Regions from separate parts of the Mus musculus genome. Here region 1 is linked to region 2. Evidence: chromatin contacts called from public Hi-C data. All regions are on one chromosome and are shown on one strand. Each heading gives the region's core, a stretch centred on a gene start, on an enhancer-like site or on the middle of the called end of the contact. The rest is flanking DNA. Distances are from core to core; before and after follow the strand shown.

Region 1 (5,033 bases), core at 941-3,440, 400 kb after region 2:
TGACATAGCTGCTTCCTGTCTTGATTTCCTGGTTTTTTGTTTGTTTGTTTTTGTTTTGTTTTGTTGCAGTTGTTGTTGTTTTTTGGTTTTTGGCTACCAGAGGGACAACTGTAATGGCTGTAATCTCCCAAGCCTACGTGACACCCAGACACTGACAACGACAGTACTGGAAGATGGAGCATCTTCGAAGAGTTCCCCAGATCTGGCCTTGCTGACTTTGGGCTGGCTCCAGGAGAACTGATCCCTTTTCTCTTTTGTTTTGTTTTGCACAGTTGACACCATGTCCTAACTTAGGCGCTGTGCTCGGTCTCGAGGGGCAGAAGGCTTTCCTGTCGGATACTCAGGCATTTCCCATTTATCAAACAGGATGTGAGGAAAACTCAGAACTGAAGCAGGCCCGAGACTGACTTAATTCTGGGGAGGAAGTGAAGGCCCAGGCTCTGGAGAGAGCTGCAGAAGCTGGTGACACTGGCTGCAGCTGGGACATTACAGTATTGAACGCATAGTGTAAGGTCGCTTCAGGGACCACAAACTCCATTCTAGTGTAAGACATTTTCTAATGGTCAGGAAAATGTTAAAATGTAGAGAGCACCTTCTTGGAGACAGGGGGTAGGAAGAATAGGAAGAGGAACTGTGGGAGGGGAGACCAGAAGGGGACAATGGCTGGATTATAAAGAAATAAAATAATAAGAAGAAGAAAAAAATGAAGGTGGACTCAGGGCATGCTGAGTTCGTTCACTGAGCAGTGGTTTCTGCCCATGGGTGGCATTCAGATGCATGCCTTTCATTAAAGTCTCTTACTCTGTGCTCTCTGTCATCCTCCCTGGATAGCCACAGAATGGAAACTTTAAATTTCCCATGGAATTTTTGTTTGTATTTCATTTGTAGCAATGTAACTTACCTCCCTCTCCCTCTCCCTCTCCCTCTCCCTTCCCCTCTCCCTCCCCCCTCCCCCCAGTCTGTGGATGTGGATGTGCCAGAAGTCAACTTCAGATGTGATACCTCAGAATGCTTTCCATCTGTGTTTTGAGACAGACTCTCACTGGCCTGGAACTGATCAACTGAACCTAGGATCAGACAGGCCAGAGATTCCTAGTGATCATAGGCAGATCTGCCTCCCAGTGCACCGACAACCACACCCTTCTCTCTGACTCGGTCTCTCCCACTTCCGGTTGTGTCTTATTTAGGTTTACCATTGCTATGATGAAACACCATGACCAAAAGCGAGTTGAGGACAAAAGGGATAATTTGGTTATGTTCCCACCTCCATAGTCTAAGCCATCGCCCCCTGTGGTTCTGGGGGTTCAACTCAGAACCCCATACTTATGCAACAAGCATCTCCCCAGCTCACCCCAGCTCATTTTAGACTATCAGAGTTGTTATTTAACTTGGATTTATCATGTTAATGTGGCAGTAAAACACAGCAACATTTTGATTTTCAGATACTAATGGGTATATTTCTTTTAATCTGTGTTTAAAGCCATAGTAATAAGATCCATTCCCAACTACACTGTTACTTTTATGTCCAGTAAACTAGCCATTAAGACCATTTTTGGCAGCAATTTCTGTAAATACATGAATATTCTTTGTGGAAAAGGGGTCTTTTTCTTTCCTTGGTGGAGACCAGGCTCTTTGATGGGTAGATTTGAGAAAAGCTGAGTCTTTATTGGATCTAATGAATGATCCCTTGATGAAGTCTAAATTCACAGGATGAGCTTCATGACTTTGTAGAAGTGCCCCATAGGAACTGGCAACTGGTAAGGGCTCAACAGATGCTTGGTGAATGGATAAAAGAACAAACAAGTCCCCTGGTAGCCCAACTGACTCATGAGTTGAGACTACAAGACAACAATGTTCAGTATATACAAGGAGCAAATCAGTACTTATAAGCCCACACCATAACAGGGAATGCAGGGAGCATAAAGGTGATGCATATAATGGAAATTGCTGAGGCCCCCTCTAGACCTGCTGAGTCAGAACCTCTGCAACTAGAGGCACAAGAATCTACATTTTAACGGCCTCTGCTGCAGGCACACCAGAGGTGTGCACGCACAGTAAACTTTGAGAACTCTGGGCATCCATGCTGGCTGTTCAGCTGAAGCCTCCACACTCAATGTGACCTTAGAATGAGGCTGGAATTGCAGCCAGAGCTGGGTTTTCAGGCCATCCTTTTGCAAATGTGCTTTTGTCTGGTGACACCTGCTGGTAGAGAGGGATAAATGGACAAATTCAGCCAACCAAATTGCAACTCAACTGTCCCCGTGTATCTGAGAAAGCTAGAATTCAGATCTGCTTTCACTATTTACTAGCTTGGGAATGGCCTCAATTCGTTCATACTTGGGTGGTATCCTTCTATTGCCTTAGGCTCGGCTAGTTCATTCAATTACCTTCCCTGGTTTTGTAGGGGGTGGGGGTTGTTGTTGTTTGTTTGTTTGTTGTTTTGTTTTTTACATTAGCTATTCCTATTCTTTCTGTGCTCCTTGGGAATATTACCAACCTTTGGTTTTCCACTAAAAAAAATGCACTCAACTTTTTAACCAAAGGATTCATTCCCAGACTTTGTTTTAGGGAAATATCAAGTCAATCTTTATTTCTTATTAAAGATTCCAAATGAGATAAGGAAAAACAAAAAGGAGTCCTTTGAATTTTTAGGGGTGGAAATGTGTGTGGTGGTGGCAACAGGTCATCCTTCATGACAGCAGCTGAATCCAGCTGAACTGGGTAAGATTGTATTTGATACTTGGTTGTTGAGAATTTCACATAGATTCAACATGAAAATTACCAGTCCATTTAGCAAGTCTCTTGCTTTGGGGTAATTAGATGTATTGTTTGTTGTTTGTATGTTTAAATACTAATTGGTGAGAGGCATGTTTGCACAACAGGGTGACTTGCTCCATGTATACAATCAAGACCTCCTTTCAGGAGGATGAACAAGCTGTTCCATTTTCTCTCCTCCTTCCCATCCTGCATGGTCTTCAGCAATATCTTATGTATCTTTCCCTTGTCATGGCTGGGCAGCAGCATCATAGGAATCTAACAAACTTGAACTTGGATCCGGCCAACCCTGTCACTTGGGCAAGTCACTCCCCTCTTTATCGGGCACCAGGGATCCAGTGATGCTCTGAGGATTCAGTGCGGAAGGGTGATGAAATGCCAAGTGTGAGAAGCTAGCTGAGCTTGGCTATCAGGTCTCCCTTCTTCTCCCCTCCCTTGATACAATGAGTCTTCAGAAGGCCAGTCAGCGCACACTGGGGCCTGCAACAGTGTTACTATCACATAGTTCATGCTGCTCCCCCTGCCCCCCCCCCACCGCTGTCCTGATAGGCGTACTTTTAGAACAGATGGATTAAGTAATAACGCTCCTCTAGGGCAGATGCTCTGTCCCAGTCTCTCTGTAAACGTTTGAAGGTCTTTCTGGAATGGAGTCTGACAGTCATTAACCAGCCCCACTACACACCCAAGAGGACTCCAGACTGTCAGTATTTACCCAACCTGGGCCATGGCTCTAGTGTAATTCCCCAAAGCTAGGGTTTCCTGCCCTATGGGCCAGGCTGTTCCGTCTACACAGATAAGCAGCTTATGTCTGACTGGCCCAGCCCCAAATCGGGAGAGGGTCTCTCTGCTTCTCCTTCCCAAGCGTGACCTTTTTATTGGCAGATATTGCCTAACAGGGTGGCTTCCTGCTCATTAGCTAAGCCTACATGAGCTAATGTACAGACTACACTACATTAGTGACAGAGCTAGTTCAAAGTTAATCTTTGACTTAAAGAGATCACATTTTGAGTAACACCCCATCATAGCACCTCTTCTGTTCAAGTTATCGACCCCCAAATTTCTTGCAAATGCCAACATATTGGCAGAGTGTGACTGAACGCATTTTGGCAGTGAACCTGGCGATGAAAATAGAGCCAGGAAACAAAAGACTACAAGACACAAAAGAAAAGGCAGGCACGGAACTCCAGTGTTAGTATAAAGGCGCGAGGCGGGAAGCATGCCGGCCTGGAGAGAGTGCCGATTCTGAACAACAATAATAATAGAAACTCCTGTCCGAGGGAGCGGCTAGACAGAGAGCGGTGTGGCTAACAACAGGCCTGGAATAAAGAAAGCCCCAATTTATCTGTCCTTGAAGGATTTTAAGGTATGTTCAAAGTTTAATAAGCTTTATGGGGTCAGAAGGAGGATTATACCTTCCTCAGGAAATACAGGCATCAGGAAAGAGAGCCTTCGGATAAGTCCACTGTCCCAAGCTGCTATTTAGAACATTTGAACACCCTGTATGTTCCAGAAGGCTTCTTGTTTGCTTGGAAGTCTAAGTGTACTACACGCAGAGATGAGTTAATTATTAATAACAATTAGTTTAGTAATTCCTGCCTTCTTGGAAGTCCTCTTGGATGGCAGTATGTTGCTGGAGACCTGGGCCCACTGCCTGGACCCTTACCCCTGTACTTATTGCTGTCCCCTAGCAGTAGCTGCCTAGGGGTCCCTCCTTCAGCCATTCAGACACTGACCGGAGGGCTCTTTTGCCTACCATCATTTAGAACAAATACATGGTCTGTAGAGCGCTCCCCATCCATAGCCCCAGAGTCAGGGTGTTCTGCAGGAAGCCAGGGTTGTGTAAGAGAGGAAAGGGATCAAATGGCCTACTTTACTTTATATTAGACTCCGGGAAGAGAAAGGAAGTTGAAACCGTTGATTGAATACAAGTCAAGAACATTCGTAACTTGTGTTATTTGCAAAAGACTGGCCTCCGACTGGGCATGAAATACAAAACCACAGCGTTTCCTTTGTCCCAGAGACATAGGGTGGCAGAGTATGAGGCAGTTAAGAAGACACACTCCTTTCACTGGGACTCCCACATCTCTTTCTTCCACATCGATTTCTCTTATTTCCAAGAAGGATGTCTGCAAAGTGCCAGGGGGCTGGGTGTCTTGAGTCGGCGGGTGCTTATCACTAGGGTAGTCTAGACAACGGCATGGATTTGTTTCTGAGCAAAGTATGGCCAGCATCTGTTTGGAATGACATAGGCATGTAGG
Region 2 (4,899 bases), core at 2,374-4,873:
GATGTGTAGACAAAGCAGCACCAGCACTCTCACCACAATGGGCACTCGCAAAAAAAATAAACTAAACCTTACAGGCACACTCGGAGATCTCTCAATCTTCCCCTTTATTCTCTCTGGGTTTGGTGTTTATTGGAGCCATGTGTGTTTTGAATGCTTCCTCTACATAGGAAAGTCAGTAGCTGTGGGTTTATAGACTTCAAACTTTAAGCAGAACTGCACTGTCATTGGCATGTCAATTTGTACCTTGAACTTGTTGCAGAGACTGCTTTTGAGATGTATACAAGTGACAGCCTTGTTGGTTGTTACTATTTTGTAGTGTTCCGCTGACTGGGTCAATCAGTTATCCACACTTTTGAGGGACCTTGTCGTTCTTTTCCGTTTTAGGCTAGTATCGTTGCTGTCACGTGGGCTTTGACATGACCCTGTATGCATACATATGAGAGACTCCCGGATTGAGTGTCCAGGGTGGACTTGCTCCATAGTCTGTGCTTTCATCATGGTCTGCCCAGCTGACTTTTCACTGGCATTAGCAGTATGTGAGAATCTCTGCTGCTCAGCACCACTGACTACTATGGGCCTCCTAAAATGTTCCAAAATCAGGTAAGTAAGAAACAGTGTCTCATTGTTGTTTTGAGTGGCACTTCCTTGATTATTCATGAGACTGAGATTTTTCTTATTAACCTTCAGTTTTCATCTTCTGGGAATTACCATGTCATATCTGGTATTTTAAACTGCGGTATTACATTGCATCATTTATTATTATTTTACTGGCTAGTAACTTAAGTCCCTCTTGTGTCGTACATGCCTTCCCATCCTGGGCCTTGAATTTGACTCCTGTTTTGTGTATCCTATGTTATTTGTTTAAATACTTGCTCTTTATCCGGGTGGTCGGGTCCACTTCTCTTTTCCTTCATAATATGAACCTTATATGGCTTTTTTCACAAATGCCTTCAAGGCTAGGGGTATTGTTTGGTGGTCAAAACAAAACGAACCCCACTGGCCAGGCATGGTACACACCTGCAATCCCAGGATTCCTGAGGCTGAAGCTAGATGATCGTGAGTTCCAGGACAGCCTGAACTCAGCAAATTCAAAGAGTGCCTGGACTATAAAGAAAGACCGTGTTCAAAAGGAAAAAAGAAAGAGCAGGAACAGGGAAAGGGACGTTTTCAAGTGTTTAACACCCTTGACTAAGCAGTTTACCTCTTCCAGAGGATCTACCCCCATGTAAGTTCCCACAGCACACATCCCAGCTCTGTCCTCCCCCTACCCACTAGGAACAATACCATATTGTCTGACTACAAGCTATCTCAGAGGACTCCTAGCTCACTCACTTAAAAATGTGCATCTGAAGACATAGATCTATGTGTTGCAAGATAGGCCTGATGTGGACACACACAGGTGCCACTGTTACCATTTAAGACAGGTTGCAGGGCATGGGCAGATGTCAAATTATAAAGCCATGTAAAATGTAGCCCCTTCATTCAGAAACAATGTATTCTTCAATTGGTTTAAATGCTTTCTTAATGATTTTCAGTAAAGCTTTATGGCACCTTCTATAAAGGTTGTTTTAAAAGATTTATTCTGCATTCCTAATGATTTTTTGCTCTACTATAAGTTGTGCCTCTTGGCCAGTTAATGTATGTCTTTGACTGTTGGTGATAAAGGAAAAATGAAGAGTTGCGCTTCCATCCCCTCACCAGCTGCCTTTTTCTCAGAGTGCACCTGGTGTGAGTTTCTTCTCAGAGTGTACCTGGTGTGAGTTTCTTTGCAGCTTTCCCATCCACACCAACATTCTCTTTCATCTTACATTCTTATTTTGCTGTGGTGGTTGGGATTGGATAAAAATGAATATTTAATAGAAATGTTGATGGCCAGAAAACTGGCTCTGTCTGTGACTATAAGGAGAATAAATAAGAATTTTGTGAGAGTCTAAGTGTTTCCAAATATCATGAGTCTTGCTGTCTCCTGATTCAGAATGTATGGAGGGTTTGTTCTGGGCACAACGGCCATTCCAGTCATCTCCAAAATCACTATACATCAACTGTTATTTCCATTTTTCAGAGTGCCTATTGCTGGGCTACTGCACAAAAGGAATAAATAATAAATTATACATCGTATTAATTTTGGGCACAGTTGGCCAATTTCATATTATTCACAAAGGTCACACTGAACAGAACAAATGCACACAGAGGCATCAAGCAGACAAATCCAGAAGCAAAGGGGAAAACCTAATTCTAAAACTATTTTGCATTCAGGTCCGAAATTGGTTCCCTTAGAGGTCCTTACATTCTATTTGTTTGCAAAATTTAAAAAAGGGAGAGTTGGCAGCAGGGAGAGGTTGTTTATTAGTGCCAATAAGAACTCAGGGTTAGTTAGGAGCTGGGGTGGGAAGAGAGTTGGGGACGTCTTCACTTTCAGTGCCTTGAACCAATAAGATGCCAAGAAGAATCTGATCAGAGTAACTACCCAGCTCAAGGAAACCACTGTCATTGCTTTGTTAGAACCAATGGCACCTTCTAGAACAGTGGTTTCCAACCTTCCTGATGTTGTGACCCTTTAATCTAGTTGTTCATGTAGTGGTGACCCTCAATCATAAAATTATTTCGTTACTACTTCATAACTGTAATGTTGCTGGTGCTATGCATAGTATTGTAAATATGCAGGATACCTGATATGAGACCTCTATGAAAAGGTCTGGGGTGTGGGTGGGGGTAGGTGTGGGGGCAGGGTTGTGACCCCCAGGTTGAGAACCGATGTTCTAGACTATGCTACCAGAGAACATTTTTGTTGTTGTCTTCCTGTAAGAAAAAGCAAAGCAGTATTTGAAAGCGTTCTATTTGAAGAGTATGTCACAATGTAAATCATTTTTTAAAAATATGCACTTTGAAGGCATGCTATGTTTTAAAGACACTCCATTAGAAGAAGTAGAAAACGAAAGCAAAATTTTAAATCAAGTTTTTACTTTATCCACTGGTTCTCTTTAAAGAATTCCTTGTGGGTCACGCTGAGTCTTAATAAGTGGGACACTAAGTACTGCCTATGGATACCAGTAACAGAAAAACAATTGTGTTGACACAACAGGTTTTACAGATGGTATTTTCTAAGTTTTTTATTTGTTGAATGGACAACTTAGGATTTGTGGAGCTAGAGCTAGAGAAAGAGCTGATGAACTTCAAAACAGGCTTGGAATGCTTAACCGGTGTCCTTTCTAATGAACTGACTGCTAGTTCATTGACAACAGCAGATCTAAAAGGATTCTGCTCGCAGGCCTCCTGTGGCTGGAACACTCCAGCTGGCTAGCTCTGCAGAGATCTGGCCCCAAGAGGTCTCGCCGCTTTAAGCGTCCTAGGCCTTGGACACGCCCACCAGAAAGCCAAACACAAAGCGCGGTGTCTGCTGGAAGTTGTAGTTCCAGACCCTAGCAAGTCTTGACTCGTCCTCTCCTTCCATTTCATTGACTCTTAACAGACCACAGACTCTGAGACCGCTTCAGATTACGCATTGATCATTTCAAGGTATAAGATGAGAGGAATTTTCTTTAATCACCGGATCTGGGCGCTGCTGCTGCTGCTGCTTAGAAAGTATCTGGAAGGCGCGCATGCGCGTGAAGGTAGACAACACAGCCTCTGACTCCCCTAGAGCTGGGATGAAGGGGACTTAGGCCCTGTATATAGTAACAGTTTGTGATAGTGTGGTTTGCAGGTTGTGACGGAAACCGAGGAAGGCAGACGGTCACGTTAGGACCCCATCTGGACTTCTAGGACACTTCCACCTTCTAGTTGTTCCCAATTTGCAGAATTGCAGTTTTTTCCATATCCCTTCATCTCTTTATGGAAAGGCTTTCCCTGCGGCGTTGTGAAATCCTCAGCTCTTCAGCCAAGGCCTTTTAGCCTGCCTGGAATTCAAACTGTCTCTCCTTGCCAGCTTCAGGTCATTCCAGGCAGCAAAAGGCACGGGCTGTACAGGCGTTGCTACTGCTGCTCTTCCTCGTCTTGCAAAGCTGGAGCCAGCCAGATAGAAGCTTGGATACCTGAAGCTTAGAAAGTGTTTGGAAGGAACGCAAGCGATGCGCATACATGATAGATAAGTAAATGCATAGATTAGATGTCTTTAATTCTTAAAGGGCCTCTCATAGCTTTCCTGTGTTCTTTGAGGTGGCAATTGTTATGCAAAAGAGCGGGTGAGAATCTATGACTGTAGTCAGTGGCAGAACCGCCAAACTGAAAGTTGTAGGAGTTACAAATCTGCTTTTCCATCATATCAAAGTAGACAGAGCTAAAGGGGACCAAGGCTGCACCTGATGTTGACTGCCTTTCTGAATAGCCAGTCCAGACCACAGCCGCTCTTAAAGTAGTGAGCAATTGCCTTTCAGTGAGTGAATCTCCTTCCAGCAAATACAGAGGATGTTGCTTGGAGACATGCTTAAGACTGAGCAAACACGTTGTGCTGGACTCTGGAAAGAGAAGCATTAGATTTTAGCTAAGGGAGTGACCAGGTTATGCTCTAAAGTGCCCTTCATTTCTCAGAGAGAAGAGTGAGCCACACTGTCTGTGTATTTGCAATCTCCCATTCTGCAAATGTAGTGCTGTTATTCCTTGCATCAGCAATGCTAACACAAATGTCAAATAGGCATATAAGTGATGAAATCCCCTGGCCTTGTTGCCCATGTCTCTAACCTCAGCACTGGGAAGGCAGGCAAATAATAGATCTCTATGAGTTCTAAGTTAGCCTGCTCTATTATCATGAGTTCCAGGCCAGCCAGGGCCTCCTAGTGAGAATCCGTCTCAAACAACAACAAAAAACAAAGTGCAGGAATCCTCTATCTGCTCTTCAGGTTGCACCAGTGTGGGTCAGGAGAAGGAGAGATGAAAACAGAGGTGTAGATCATACAAAATCGA

Evidence for each region. Hi-C and Micro-C count contacts between places; a contact is called where the count stands out from the background.
Region 1: a contact with region 2 is called in a Hi-C map of liver, with 5 times the contacts expected there. The contact joins two enhancer-like sites. A contact is called at or near these places in 4 of 484 Hi-C or Micro-C datasets (cerebral cortex, cortical neurons and liver), 5 of 115 datasets of contacts at active chromatin or transcription factors (SST interneurons, cardiomyocytes, embryonic stem cells and 2 more) and 1 of 9 other capture datasets (embryonic stem cells).

What each region holds. Positions count from the first base shown.
Region 1 is chr4:53,592,236-53,597,268 of GRCm38.p6, forward strand. It overlaps a transcript of Slc44a1 not described here. Among named protein-coding and RNA genes, the nearest start is that of Fsd1l, 37 kb to the right of the region's middle. Within about 2 kb of position 2,191, at least 37 of the 459 cell types and tissues checked have an H3K27ac peak or open chromatin away from gene starts, as enhancers often do. A contact at or near this core is called in cerebral cortex and liver, where this site is marked.
Region 2 is chr4:53,192,803-53,197,701 of GRCm38.p6, forward strand. No RefSeq gene overlaps it. Among named protein-coding and RNA genes, the nearest start is that of Lexis1, 23 kb to the right of the region's middle. Within about 2 kb of position 3,624, at least 288 of the 459 cell types and tissues checked have an H3K27ac peak or open chromatin away from gene starts, as enhancers often do. A contact at or near this core is called in cerebral cortex and liver, where this site is marked.